2 separate regions of the Lactuca sativa genome follow, and region 1 is linked to region 2. Evidence: chromatin contacts called from public Hi-C data. All regions are on one chromosome and are shown on one strand. The core of a region is the stretch at or near the end of the contact, and the rest is flanking DNA. Distances in the headings are between cores, read along the strand shown.

Region 1 (7,484 bases), core at 4,003-6,502, 170 kb before region 2:
AATCTTATCCTCAAATTACATCTTTTTTTTTCAAAACAAGCTCATTTAACATGTTTGTTATATTAATTTAGAGGTTTTCCACATTTAATTATTTCTCCCATGGTTAAATTTCATTTAAGTGGGTAAAACATTTGGTTAAACAAAACCAAATGAGAATACCAAGCTATATAGCTAAATCTAAATTGTTCAATTAATTAGACAACTTAGTTTTATCTAATTAGTGAACACCTATGGCCACCGTCATCATTCTTTCGTTACGTCGCCACCACCTTAATTGTTTCCTTCTATAAACATCTCAGTTGTTTCATATCGTTGTGTGGTTGTTCTAATTTGAAACTTATTAATCGTCACATTAATTGCTTTCTTCCATCATTGTCTTATATGTTTATTCCACAATCGACTTTTTGTTACCGATCTAAAACTTAAAGACATTGTGCCTTTGTTTTTGTACTAGATTTTGATGAATAGAATCCCTTAATATTTTCTAGGGTTACTCACTGTTACGTATCTTATCCGTTGTTGTTCCAACGTCCGTGTTTGTGAAGAATATATTGAGTGGGTCGAGCTTATGAGTTTGATGAGCACATAGGGTTTTCAACCTACAATAATATAATTGTAATCTTTTAGATATATAGTTTTCTCCCAACAAATAACCCAAATACCCATTCCATATAGTCTCACTCCATGATCCTAATATGATGATCTCAACAGACCTACCCTAAAGGATCACTACAAGCAATGAGTAGACAATGATGCTTTGTGGATTCTATAGCAACATGTGTTAATGAGGATGAAGTACATGTATGAACGTTCTTTATTTTTTCTGAAAAAAACATGATCATTGATACCTACGGGTGACAAGTCTGTTTGTGTTCCACCAGACTGTCTGGAATAGTCAGTGGTCGTCATTTATACTCTCATAAATGATTGGTCTCAATTGTACAATAGTACTATGCATGGCCTATCACCATTATTTTATTTTACCACAATCATTCACTACCCAACACAATTTAAATATAATAAAAATAAATATACAAGTAAATCATATCAAATTATTGCATCTAGCACGTGTATCAAGAACATAGATAATAGGCACATATAACATTTAATTGTCTAAATACATTGTATTTATGTGTAAGATAAAAGTAACCTCGCATTCACATGATATAGATGAAAGACTCACAACAAAATTAGATCTTTGACTGATACTTCACACTCCCTTTTAAAACGACATAAACACAAATATTACTAAGCATTTAGAATTTGTTCGTATTTATAAAGTTTAATTGTTATAAAGTTTTTATTAGAGTTATTATTAATTTTAAACGAAACACTGTCGTGTAGCTGATAAGAAACAATCAGGTAAGATCGTATCGGAAGTAGGGTCCGTTTGGTATATAAATATATATTGTTTGAAAAATCCACTTGAAACACCTCGCTTATCTAGCCTTATCATCATTACCGTAAGTAGATCGATCAATATAATGACTAGTATTATTGATAGATATTGTTTATAAGTTCGTAATAACAAATATAAACATAAATATAAGTTATACTTAAAGTACAGTAAGCATAACTCAACTTACAGGTTGTCTGATAAAAAACCGGACATTACATGGGCAGAACTTCGAAACTGATACCTCCATTTTCTCGGGGCTCTTTGGCCCTCCAGAACTTTGCTGCTAAGACCCAAGAACTACTAAGAATGGGCCTTAGGGCCTCGGGAAAGTTTGAGAAAGAAAGGAATGAATTAAACAACGAATGAACAAGAAAATTGCTTCTATTTATAGCAATTCAAGAGGGGTGCATCGTGTCTGGTGACATGGCAGCCTCTCTTTAAGCTATGTGTCGCTATCTTCTTGCAAGACTTAGGGAGAATTGGTTCAACCGGATCTTGACGCGTGTTATCATTTGGGTTGTCCAAATTTAATATTTTTCTTAAAATCATAACTTTCGCATACAAACTTCATTTTCGATGGTTTATATCCATTAGAGGTGGCAATGTCAACCCAAACCCGCCAACCCAACCCAACCCGAACCCAACCCAATAAATAACAGGTTGAGCTGAGATTTTGAACCCATTTAATTAAATGGTTCAACCCGTTTAATTAATTGGGGTGGGTTATGGTTGAAATTCCTAACCCATTTACAACCTACCAACCCTTAAAAAAATTTAAATACTTTTAATTTATATTTATTTAATATTAGTATTTAGTTTATCATTATATTTTGATTATTTTTTATTTATCAAAAACCATGGGTCAAGGATCTAACCCTTAGATTTTTCGGCCCTATGCCTAAAAACCCTAGTGGAGCCGATTTTTCTAAGTATACCTACCTTTTTCCTCTCATCCTCTTGCTAGCGGTGCTTGTAAGCCATTAGAGGTGCAACATTTTAGACACTAAGATTTCAAGAGTCAAGGATCTACAACGTGTTCTTGTTATTACTACATAACAAGCGAGGTAAACATCAAAACCCTTTTTATGATGTAATTTTCGAATTATATATGTTAGATCTAGGGTTTAGTACTTTGGTATTCAATTACATTGTAGCACCCGGTTCTTGGTATGAATTTCATTCACGTATTATTCATTTTTTTGGCATAGAACTCGGCGAGTTGATGGCCAACTCGACGAGTAAGAGCGACTTGGACCCGAGAGTTTAATGACCTACTCGACGAGTCGGCGGCCAGACTCAACGAGTAGGCCCTGACTAGACAAAATCCTAATTTAAGGGATTGCACCCTATTTAATCATCTCATTCAGCCTCCCTTCGTCCCTATTGCTCTCAATAACTCTCCATATCAAACCCTAATCATTTGTGTAAAAATCTAAGGCCTTTGTGGTGGTTTTGGTGATTTTGGAACATAAGAAGGAAAAGAAAGGCTTGAGGAATCAAGAGGAGGCCAGAGGAGTTCGATTTTGTGCACCCTCTGCAGTTCTTTAGAGGTATAAAGTTGATACCTTGCTCTTTCATGGTTTAGATCCCTTTTGGGGGTGATTTAGGGCTTTTAGGAGCCATTCTTGGTGACCAATCATGAGTGCAACATGATTGGGGGCTCAAACTTCAGATCCAAGGTCTTTGAGGGGTTACAAGCCAGAAAGGGACTGATTTTGGAGCCTTAGAGAGCCCCATGCATCGTAAGAGTCTCATTTAGGGCCATTTAAGCTCATAATCCCATGCATGCACGTAAAGTTTGTAACTTTACGTGCTAGATCGATCTTAGAAGCCTAGATCTATCTTTTGGTCATGTGTTGTACATCAGAAATCGAGAAATGAGACTTGGTCATTCTCAACTCGACGAGTCCTGGCTTGACTTCCTTTTCTGTTGTGGTTCGAAGGAACCCAGTGAGTGTTAGAGTGGTCTTAGAGGGGTCCGGGGGAGTGACCCAACACATTAGACTTAGCCATAGACCTGGAAATCATAGAACTCGACTAGTTGTTCATACAACTCAGCGAGTCAAGGGCATACTTGATCATAGGATGGGGATGAACTCAACGAGTTGTTCATACAACTCAGCGAGTTGGATGAAGGTTCATTCGAGGATGTTTTAGAAGGAGAACTCGTCGAGTCGTTCATAAACTCGACAAACAGGAGTTCGAAGAAGGACATATGAAAGGATAGGGACTCAACGAGTTGGCGGCCCAACTCGACGAGTCAGGTCAACTGGAAGTTGACTTTGACTTTGACTTGGTCAGGGGTAAAATAGTCATTTTACCCTAAGAGTATTTATCAGTGTCTGATTAAGTGTTTTATGGGTTTATAGCCGGAGGATCACCGGAGCAGCAGTCAGACATCTGCCAATCAACTTTCCAGCAGTCAACCTTACGAGGTGAGTTACCTTCCAGTAGAAGTGGGTCTAAGGTACCAATATCGACCCACCAGTAGGAGTCGTATGTTAGATGATTGTCTTTGTGATATTCATCTAGGTTTGCTACTACCTAATATGTTATTTGATAGTATGATATAATGTTATATGCTAGTAGCAGTAGGGGAGATAGTCCCCAAGATTTCCAGTCGATAGGGCCGAATGGGGTAGTCATACCCAATCATGCTAGATAGAATATGATTATGTGTTACATGTTATGTGGTATTAGTAGATGGGTGAAATAGTCCCTAGTATCTGGTCGAGAGGACCGAAGGGGAGGCCAACACCCAGGTATGCTAGGCAGTATCTGGTTGAGATGACCGAAGGGGAGGCCATCACCCAGGTATGCTAGGCAGTATCCGGTCGAGAGGACCGAAGGGGTAGGTCGGGCACCCAGATATACCTAACAGTATGTCTATGTTATGTGATTGTATGGTATGCGCTACGATGCAGGAACTCACTAAGCTCCGTGCTTACAATTTTCAGTTTTGTTTCAGGTACCTCTTCAACGGAGGGGAAAAAGCTGGTGCGGTAGCTGCACATCATACACACACGTTGGATTTCCGCATTATGAGATTCTTGGGATTGTACTTTAACATTGTTATATTTATGGTTTGGTTTCAGACATGATATATTAGTTTTATGAAATGATATGTCTTCACTATGTTTTCTTATGGAAGTTTTATAAATCAATTAATTAAAAATGAATTTTTTGGACTCGAAATTTGGGATGTTACATACATGTTCAACTAGTGAAAAACTTTGATTCAAAACAATTAGGGTTGGATGAACACATAGGTTGTAGTTATGCCCATAACCCTTCAATATGTTACAAAACTTTTTGTACAATTCAATTATACATAAATAATTTATTAATACATGTCAAAAGTTTGAAGACTTGAATTAAGAAAAATAATTAAGAAATTCAATTTGAAGCAAAATAAAGATTATAAAATAGTAAATTCATATGCATAAATTAATTTATATTTTCTTAAACTAAACACCAATATTAATTAATTTACATTAATAGTATAAACAAACAATATAAACATAAATGTTTTATATAAAAGTTGTAATTTTTTATTACATAATAACTAATAAAAAATATAATAATTATTTCTATGTAAGAAACTATTTGCCTAAAAATTATTTATCACCGCGCCTGTGCGCGGGCACATATCTAGTAATATTTAAATAAGTTTAATTAAAGTTAATAAAATTTATAATTTTTTAAATGGCTATTTGTTCTAAACCACATAGAAATAAAACCCACAAAATATAAACATAATATAGATAAATATTTTAATTGTGACCGAGGATAAGATGGATATTTTGGACAAGTTCTTTCCATTTCTATATATAAATGTAAGTAAATAAATATTCGCGAGTATTCGCTTTTGGATTCCATCAGTCTTCTCAGCGACATACCCGAAAGCCCGAAATCAACGTAGAAAGTAACGAAGTTCTCACTTTCTCTCTCGCACAGAGAAAGCGAGGGGGATTCAACCTTTTCATTTCTATTTCTGGCCGCCGATCGACCGTCAACGACGAGGAGCAACTACCGGAGGAAGATCCGATCTGATCTGATCCGATCTGATCTCACCTGGAAATTTCTCCCTTTTTACATATGTTTGAATACATTTCTCCATTTATGTTGCAAATTCAATTCTCCCGATGGAATGAGTGAAGCGTGTCAAAAAATTTGATTTTGGTTTGTGTAATGCAATTTCTGTGCGTCTTTTAGGTTTAGGTTAATTCTGCAAGAAATTTGGATTATCCTAGAAAAACGTGTAATACCTTAACCTAGGGTTTATAAATTCAAGCTGCAAATTTGGGGTTTCTTCGGTTGTGCATGAAGATTTGGTGTTGTTTATGCTTCGGCGAAGAAGAAGAAGAATATAAGAAGCGAGAGACGATGGGGGAAAGGAAGGGCATTTTGGGAAATCTTGATTTTGATGAGGGTAAGTCTGAAGAAATAAGACACGACGAGGAATTAGGGTCTGGTAAACCAAGGGATGAAGATGACGGAGGAAAGTTTCGATTGCAGCCTGGGGAGGGCACTTCTAGAGGTAGTAACGTGGATGTCAATTTGAATTTGAGCTTGGGAGGAGACCCTTCGTCTTCATCAGCTGCTGCAGTGCTTGAAAGAGATGGTCTTGATCGTGATAGTCACAGTAAACGTCCCAAAGTTCATTCTCTTGCACTGTGAGACCATCTTTCTTTTTCTTCATTAAGAAATATTTGTTTTTAGTTGATCAATTAACTACTCAATCACCATTTGGTACTGGTAGTAGGTTTTCTGATTCTTCTATTAAATCTCGTGACTGTCTTTTGCTTTAGTGGGATGAAGATAAGTCATATGCGTAAATGCCTTTTTCAGATATTTACTTCAGTTAGTGGATGAAGCACTGAAAATATATGAAAGAATAAACAAAATGCCATTTCTGATGGTCAAGTCAAGATCTTTTTTGTCAATTGAAAAGCTTATTCTTCTATCCTACTGCAGGGTTTGGTTTTGGCTGGTTTGAGTGGCAATTATTTTTTCAAATTTGCAAAGCTTAATTTGACAAATTTCCAAACCAAACAGACCAAATTGTTTTTGTTCTGTCAAGTCAGCGTTTTGGGCCTATTTGAATTTTCTTTTTACAATTTTCACGAAAAGAAAATCACATTCAAAAAATACACATTTAACCTTACTACACATGTAAACCTTAGGGACCCGATGATATTTAATAAATCATGGGGTCTTTTTTTTTTTTTTTCAGGGATTGTGATAGCTTTCTTCTATCTATGCCTTTTCAAGAAAACATGAGTGATGAATATGAGAGAATGCATAATAGCTTAGGTAACTACCTTTGTTCAGCATCTGAAGACGAAGGAAGTCCTTTAATGTCTAATATTTGGAGAATGGAGGAAGATGAAAATGTACAAGAGGAGATGGATGATCGAGAAATTCGAATGGATCTTACTGATGACCTGTTGCATATGGTATTTATTCTTCTTTCTTCACCTCTACTTTTTTGTTTTGTTTTTCTTTCTACTATATGTTGATGGCTGTTGTCCTGGCTTGTTAGGTCTTTTCTTTCTTGGGCCACATTGATCTCTGTAGAGCAGCTGAGGTCTGTAGGCAGTGGCGCATGGCTAGTGCACATGAAGATTTCTGGAGAATCTTGAACTTTGAAAACCGAAATATATCTCCACTACAATGTAAGATGACCTTTTTTTTTTCTTCTATAATTTCCATATCCAAATTCCTACTAAACTTTGCTTCTTGACTTCTTTCAGTTGAAGATATGTGTCATCGATATCCAAATGCTACTCAAGTAAACATTAACGGGTCTCCTGCTATACATACACTTGTCATGCAAGCAATCTCTTCCTTAAGGTGATGATTTTTTATTGCTCAAGAACATATCCAATACCTTCATGAATTGTAACATTAACCGGTTATGCATTCGACTGTTTTCAGGAATCTTGAATTCTTAACTTTGGGAAAAGGACAGTTAGGGGAGACATTTTTTCAAGCTTTAACCGATTGCACTATGCTAAAGAGTTTGATTGTGACTGATGCTATTCTTGGAAATGGCATTCAGGAGATACCCATATACCATGAC
Region 2 (7,540 bases), core at 2,442-4,941:
ACAAGATCCAAAACCATAAAATCCATAAAAGCCCACTAATGGCCCAATTTTCCAAATTGGGCCAAATCCCATATGGGCCTTATCCTAGGCCCATATTTCCTTGAATACAATTCAGATTATCATAAACACCCCTTGGGACAAACTAGGTCAAAGAGATAAGTCAAAAGTCAAAGTCAACGGTCCAGGTTGACCCACCTTGCGGAGTTGCCCTTCAACTCGTCGAGTTCCCTTCATCAGACTACAAAAATCGAGAAGAACCGATCCAACTCGTCGAGTTCACCTAAAAACTCGCCGAGTTCATTAGGTTCCAAACATCTTAACCCATTAAGTCGACTTAATCAAAACTAACAGCTTTTCCACTCAGATCTTAACTGAAATAGCGTCTAGAGGGACAAAGTTTCCAAATTTACCCCTAGGGACCAACCTAGTGGGCTCAAAACCCAAATCATAGGCTTAAAAGGTTAAGGGCTCAATTAATAATCACTTAACCACCAAGACAAAGCCCCAAATTATAGATATGGTCTTTCAAGACTGCATGGTCACATAAAGCTTCCGACTTTACACTCATGCATGGTTAGGAAAGGCTTAAAAGCTCATAAGAGACTAAAAGAATAGCTTAATAGATGCATGAAGCCCTTAAGATCATAAAGTTGGCACCTTTATGCCAAAATAACTCATGAAGATCATAGATCTGAAAGAACAAACACATGGGACTTCTACTTCCCCAACAAACACCCATCCATGGTTAAAAGCTTGAAATTTATCCAAATAAGAGATCTAATCAAATATTAAGCGAGGTTAGAACTTTATACCCAAAATATGTTGGAAATGGAGCAGAGAACCAAGATTTATGAGCTCCTTCTTCAACCACCACCTTGCACCAAGCTCCTCCTCCTTGACTGAGCTTCGAACACACACCAAAATACACACAATGGACTCACAACACCCTTGGAGGCTCTAGGGTTTCGAGATTAAGGTTAGGGGCTATGGAGGCTGGGAATGAGGCCAACACCTGGAACTTAAGGTGTTTAAATATGGTGCAAAATCCCGAAATTAAGGTTTCCTAAACAACGCCCAACTCGTCGAGTTGGCTCCCCCAACTCGCCGAGTTGTCTCATTAACCTCGCGACCAAAACAACCTCTACTCGCTAAGTTGAGGCTCCCCAACTCGTCGAGTAGACCCATTAAATCCTCGTGATTCTTCATCTTTAACTCGCCGAGTTGGCTCCTCCAACTCGTCGAGTTTGACTTGAAATTGGCATAATTCCACAATGAACTTTCTAGATTCCGGGCGTTACATCTTTTTACATGGAGTTATCTAAACTCCAAGTAATCAAGACATAAGAGAACCACTAAGCTCAAAATCCTAGATATATCATGTAAAATCCTTAGAGGTAAGAACTTGATGACTTACGAAGCATAAGGAGATGATAAGAATGTTTATACTCTCTTGATATAGCTTTTGGTGCACATAATCTTCTTGTTTCTTCTTCTTGGTTCACCAAAGTGCACCAACAATACCAAAATGGGATGAGAGAGGCCGGGGTTTCATAGGTTAATGTCTGTGGAGGTTAGTAGCTGCAAATGAGAGAAATCCTCCGAGTTAGAGTCTTTAAATCAGGCTCAAGACCCGAAATTAGGGTTTGGTCCTTTTTGCGACTTCACGACGCGACCTACACTTAGTCACGTTGCGACTTATGACGTGACACACACCACATATATCCAAGCCTGTGTCACGGACTGGGTTTTCCCAAAAACCATCTTTCTTAAATTTCCTGCAAGTATCAAATAACACATTCGAAAAATAGGCGTTACACCTAACGTGTAACCGAGTACTGTCTTTGTGAACTTCAAACAATTATATTTAACTTTCAGTTAATTCGAACATAATATTTATCATTTCAACCCGCTCGTTAAGTGTTGCACTAGCCTTATGTGCTTTTGGATTCTTTGCATTAAGTTGAGAATTTTTGTGTATATTCATACATTTAAATCATATACATATGCATATTATAAAACTACAACTTTCTACACTCCTCAGCTTATGAAGGCAATAATGGGATTCTTAATTCTAACAATTGCTCTTGGATACCATGAAAACATGAATGAATTCTATCAACAATACCTTATTTTATAACATCATCACGTATCACTTCATATTTTATTGGCGAATATGACTTAACAGTGAATGTTGAAGACTGAGATAAAAAATACACTCTGTACATGTTTGACACGAAGTGTTAGAAGCTTCTAGCGTTTGATAAAATTGTTCGTTTTAAACAAAAAACATCATTTGACACAATAAACTTTAGTTTTGTCGAACATGTCTTTTAACGAGTCACATTTCCTCTAATCAAATATGAAAATTTTAAAGATATCATATGCAAAAGTGTCAGATTGATTTGATAAAACCCATGTTAAGAGAAAATACATTTTTCTCATAATTGTATCAAATAATATAACGATGTCAGCACATACCGTTCCAAATAGATATAGTCGTTTTGTGTCATTTTTTTCAAAAAGAATTATACACAAAATCAAACATAAAAAATTTGTAAATGAAATTTTGTAACCCGAAAATACGGGCCCACAAGTTCACAACATACACATTTTCGAATAATAATATTTTATTATAAAAAAGGTTTTTACATAACATTGCAAACATTGGGCCTATTTTTGGTGTGATACCTAATTTTTGATTAAATCGTAGCCTAATTTTTTCCCTTCAAATAATATTCCTTAAAATATCTCTATAATGGTGTTTTCCAAGAATTGGTGAATGTTATCTTTGCTTTTTAGATGATACTTGCAGTTAACACAGATGGGAGAGATAAACATGCCATTACTCTACACCTAGGGTTTTCAAGAAAAAAAAAGAGAGGGATGCCTCGACAGTTGACATGGGGACTCGATTTCATGAGTGATGATGGAATATGGAAAGCTGCAACGACGGTGGCTGACGGCGGAATGTTGAAATGTTCCCCGAGAAGGCACGGGATGATGTGGTAAACACGGTGGTCGGAAGGAATGGATCCGCGAGGGAGGAAAATTCTTTAACTAAAAGCCTTCGAAGAAACCCCAAATACCATTTTAATCATTCATTTTCATAACTAAATGCTCTGTTTTTCCTAACGAGTTTTGTTTCTATGCTGTCAACCAAAAACATATTTTAAATATTTTCAAATTACAACTATGTTAATATATTCAAATTTTTGTACAGCATTTTAAGTTTTTGAAACTTGTAATTTTTTATGTTCTTTCATATCAACATCTAAACAAAAAATGAAACTCAACTTTTTATATAAAATAAGTTAGAATACGAGTGATTTATTATCAAGATAGGAGGTAGGATATGATCTCACAAAACAAACAATGCATTTAATTGTTGTATCTATCGACATCGAAGGTCACATGGGAGCTATAAAATGTTTACAGGTTAAAAGGATGGTTTTCTTCTTCTCCAAATAAAGTGTTTACTGTTGCTTCTGCTACTCTTTTATCACTCATTTACTCACATCAATCGTCTCTCAGAAAGCCTGGTCATTATCAAACCCAAACAAAGATCATTCATTTACCCCCTTCAACCCCCTACCCATCCACCCACCCCCACCCCACCCTACCCACCCCCACCCCACTCCACAAGTGAGTGATGAGTCTGCAAAAGGCACAGAGGCCTCTCTCTTTCTTTCTCTCTCCTTCTGCAAACACCTTAGAAAAACCAAACCTTTGATAGAGACTAATGATAGGACTAAATTGTATATAACCCCACTCTTCTTTCTCTCCATGTATATATAAATGGAAAATCTTTTGCTCTACTTCAAGAAAAATGTTAGTTTTGTATAATTTATTTTATAAATCTATATATATAATTTTGTTTTTTACAGATTGACCCACATGTAGGGTGAAGAACTGGAAATAGTCTTTATTCTGAAATTGATAATAGTTCAAAAAATTTATTATTAAAAAATTAAAACTTGATGCATTTCAGAAATGGGTCTCCTTTCATCTCTTATCCTGAAAAAGCTGTCAGCCGGAGAGAGAGAGAGAGTAAAAGTTAAGAAGAGGAGGGGAAAACAATAGCTGTAAAATTGTGCAGGGTTTTATAACACAGTTGCAGCTATAGCCTTTGGCACTATACTCTGTAGTCTGTAGTGTGTACTATTTCATTTCTTGACTTTATCTTCTCCATAATTCCTCCCTTCCCCCACTCTTTGATACCATGAATCATGCATAGAATAGATCCTACATGATTACACTGCAATCGAGGAGAAGAAAGATACTCAAATGTCCTGCTTACAAATCATGTGACAAGTTTTTATTCAACAATCTGTCTCACTGAATGTTGGTCGAGTTCGCCGGAGATTTACAGGGGTGACACCGCGCACGGCGGAGGTTGGTTTCATGGAGTTTTTCAGAATGATGGGGTTTCTGTCGTTTCTTCTGTTTTCTTCAAGCTTCTTCCTCGTCGTTAACTCCGATGACGGTATGTCGTTTCGGGTTCATGTTCTTGATTTTAAACTATATTTAACTATGGATTTAGAAACCCGTTTTAAAATTTGTTTTCATTATAATATAATATTCCATTTGACTTATGTTGTAATACATTTTTATTAATTTAATCTTGAAGGGGGGACATTGGTGGAGATAAAAAAGTCATTTAGAGATGTGAATAATGTGCTTTATGACTGGACTGATTCAGCACCTTCTTCAGACTACTGTATGTGGCGAGGTGTTTCTTGTGATAATGTCACCTTCAATGTCGTTGCGCTGTGAGTATTATCGTTATCCCATCCAACTTATTTAATTTTTCCATTTTTTCAAGAAAAAGCTTATGCCTTTTAGGTCAAAATTTTGACTTTTTTTTTTTTTTTTTTCGAAATGCTTTCAGTAATCTTTCAGGTTTGAATCTTGATGGTGAATTGTCACCAAGTATTGGAGACCTCAAAGGTTTACTCTCCATGTAATGTTTCTTCCCTTTCAAATTTTCAATCTTTCATCCCCCTTTGACTTAATGAATTTACTCTTTTTTTTTTTGTTAAAAATGGTATTTTTAACTGTTTTGATATCGTATTTGAACAGCGATCTTCGTGGAAATCGATTATCTGGCCAAATCCCAGATGAGATTGGTGATTGTAGTAGCCTTAAGAACTTGTAAGTTTGTGACTTTTCTTTATAATGTGATACTTTATCTTTTGATTAAACTCTAAGTAAACTGTTTTTTAACCAGGGATTTATCGTTCAATATGCTAACTGGAGACATACCATTTTCGATATCTAAGTTAAAGCAGCTTGAACTCTTGTAAGTTTAGCTCGTAAATTCCAAGAAATTTATTTGCTTTTGTTTGTAAGTTGTTCGTTTCATTTGATAACGCCATCATTCCCATTTGGTATTACAGAATCTTGAAAAACAATCAATTAATCGGACCAATCCCATCAACTTTATCACAGATTCCAAATTTGAAGATTTTGTAAGAATCTTTCCTTCATTTCTTTTCATCTTAGTTAAATAAAATAAAAAAAAAAACATATTTTATATTGATGAAATCGATGTTTAATATAGGGATCTGGCACAAAATCAGCTGAATGGGGAAATCCCAAGGCTTATATACTGGAATGAAGTTTTACAGTATTTGTAAGTTTCCAAGACTTAATATATACTATTATCTATAGAATCTTGTTTAATATATTTTGACCAAATTCTATTATTCCGTTGACTCAGAGGATTGAGAAGCAACAATTTGGTCGGAGATCTCTCTCCAGATATCTGTCAACTAACCGGCCTGTGGTATTTGTAAGTTGATTTCTTTCTTTCTTTTAATTTTCATACTTCTTTTATTTATTTATTATTTAACTTATTTATATATCATATACACAGCGATGTGAGGAACAATAGTTTAACTGGCACAATTCCTTCAAATATTGGCAACTGTACTGGCTTCCAAGTATTGTATGTATCATCTCCCTTGACCCCATTAAATTTACTCCAATATCCACCATTTTTTTATTTTGATTAATTTTTTTATTAATTTTTAGGGATTTGTCATACAATCAATTGACGGGAGAGATTCCATTTAACATTGGTTTCCTTCAAGTTGCCACATTGTGAGTCTATTGCTTTAACTCTGTATTCCTGTTAAATGTATGAAATAACAACATACTTTTAATAGTAGAATGTTGTAATAGAAAGAAATGAAAGTACATTGGTATTTCATGTATTTTACCATATATTAATCCTACAATCTTTGCATGTCAGATCACTACAAGGAAACCAACTATCGGGGAAAATCCCGTCTGTGATTGGACTCATGCAGGCTCTTGCGGTTTTGTAAGCAATATTATTTTACTTTTTTTTTTTTTTTCTGGCATTTCAATTCCAAAATTTATACTAATTTAAATTATTTCTTAATTGATTGATGTCACAGGGATTTAAGTTGCAATAATTTGAGCGGACAAATTCCTCCAATCCTTGGAAATTTGACTTATACCGAGAAATTGTAAGAATTGAAATAAGAATTATTTTACATATTTAACTATTTATGTTTTTTATTTTTATTTTTTGTAGGTATCTCCACAACAACAAGTTGACTGGATCCATTCCTCCAGAGCTCGGGAACATGTCAAAGTTACATTACTTGTACGAAATATACAAATCTCTTCCCCTTTGACTTTTTCACTTGTGCATTGTAGTTCAAACAACAAAAAGATTTTAAATAATGCGAAAGACTAATTTGACCTTTGTGATACAGGGAACTGAATGATAATCAGCTAACTGGTCATATTCCTCCAGAACTTGGAAAGCTCACCGACTTATTTGACCTGTAATAAACTTTGCAACTCAACTTAACTCTTAATTCTTAATTATGGTTTTGGTTTTTGAGTTTTTCTTAAATATGTTACATGATTGAAGGAATGTTGCTGGCAATAAACTCGAGGGAAGAATACCTGATAATCTTAGCTCTTGCACTAATCTCAATAGTCTGTAAGTTTTGTTATTTGTTAGTTGCGACATTTTTTTCCACTAAATTTGAATCTGTCGCCAATAATCATTTCAAATTGGCAGCAATGTCTATGGAAACCAGTTGAAAGGCACAATCCCTGCTGAATTTCAGAGACTTGAAAGCATGACTTACTTGTAAGTTTGTAACTAAGTATGTCATTAATACTCCGTAGTTCTATGTAGATTTGTTTACATTACAATCTTGGCTTTTGATTAAATTAGGAATCTTTCATCAAATGGTATTACTGGTCCGATTCCAATCGAGCTGTCGCGAATTGGTAACTTGGATACACTGTAAGTGGTTCAAAAGCGTCGCGAATTGTAACATTTTATGGATTTTTAAACTGTAACAATTGTTGGTATGTTTTTATTGGAATAGGGACCTCTCAAATAACAAGATCAGTGGTCCAATTCCTTCTCCTCTTGGTGACTTGGAACATCTACTAAAACTGTAAGTTTGCTTTTTGAAAATCTTTTGTGACACTTCTCCATTGTCACTAATATTTTTCTTTCTTCTATAGGAATCTGAGCCGGAACGAGTTA

The links. A called contact is a pair of places that touch in the nucleus more often than the background predicts.
Region 1: a contact with region 2 is called in a Hi-C map of leaf, with 3 times the contacts expected there. The contact joins the promoter of LOC111893206 here to the promoter of LOC111893200 in region 2. A contact is called at or near these places in 2 of 4 Hi-C or Micro-C datasets (both in leaf).

What each region holds. Positions count from the first base shown.
Region 1 is chr8:110,021,806-110,029,289 of Lsat_Salinas_v11, reverse strand. LOC111893206 (F-box/LRR-repeat protein 15) reads left to right here and starts at 5,252. Exons shown (of 17, transcript XM_023889276.2): 1 at 5,252-6,075; 2 at 6,636-6,858; 3 at 6,945-7,077; 4 at 7,156-7,255; 5 at 7,340-7,484. The coding sequence starts at 5,723.
Region 2 is chr8:109,851,628-109,859,167 of Lsat_Salinas_v11, reverse strand. It overlaps LOC111893200 (LRR receptor-like serine/threonine-protein kinase ERECTA), which reads left to right and starts at 3,691. Exons shown (of 27, transcript XM_023889268.3): 1 at 3,691-3,828; 2 at 3,989-4,483; 3 at 4,628-4,769; 4 at 4,889-4,960; 5 at 5,080-5,151; 6 at 5,228-5,299; 7 at 5,397-5,468; 8 at 5,561-5,632; 9 at 5,720-5,791; 10 at 5,876-5,947; 11 at 6,034-6,102; 12 at 6,254-6,325; 13 at 6,423-6,494; 14 at 6,563-6,634; 6 more. The coding sequence starts at 4,402.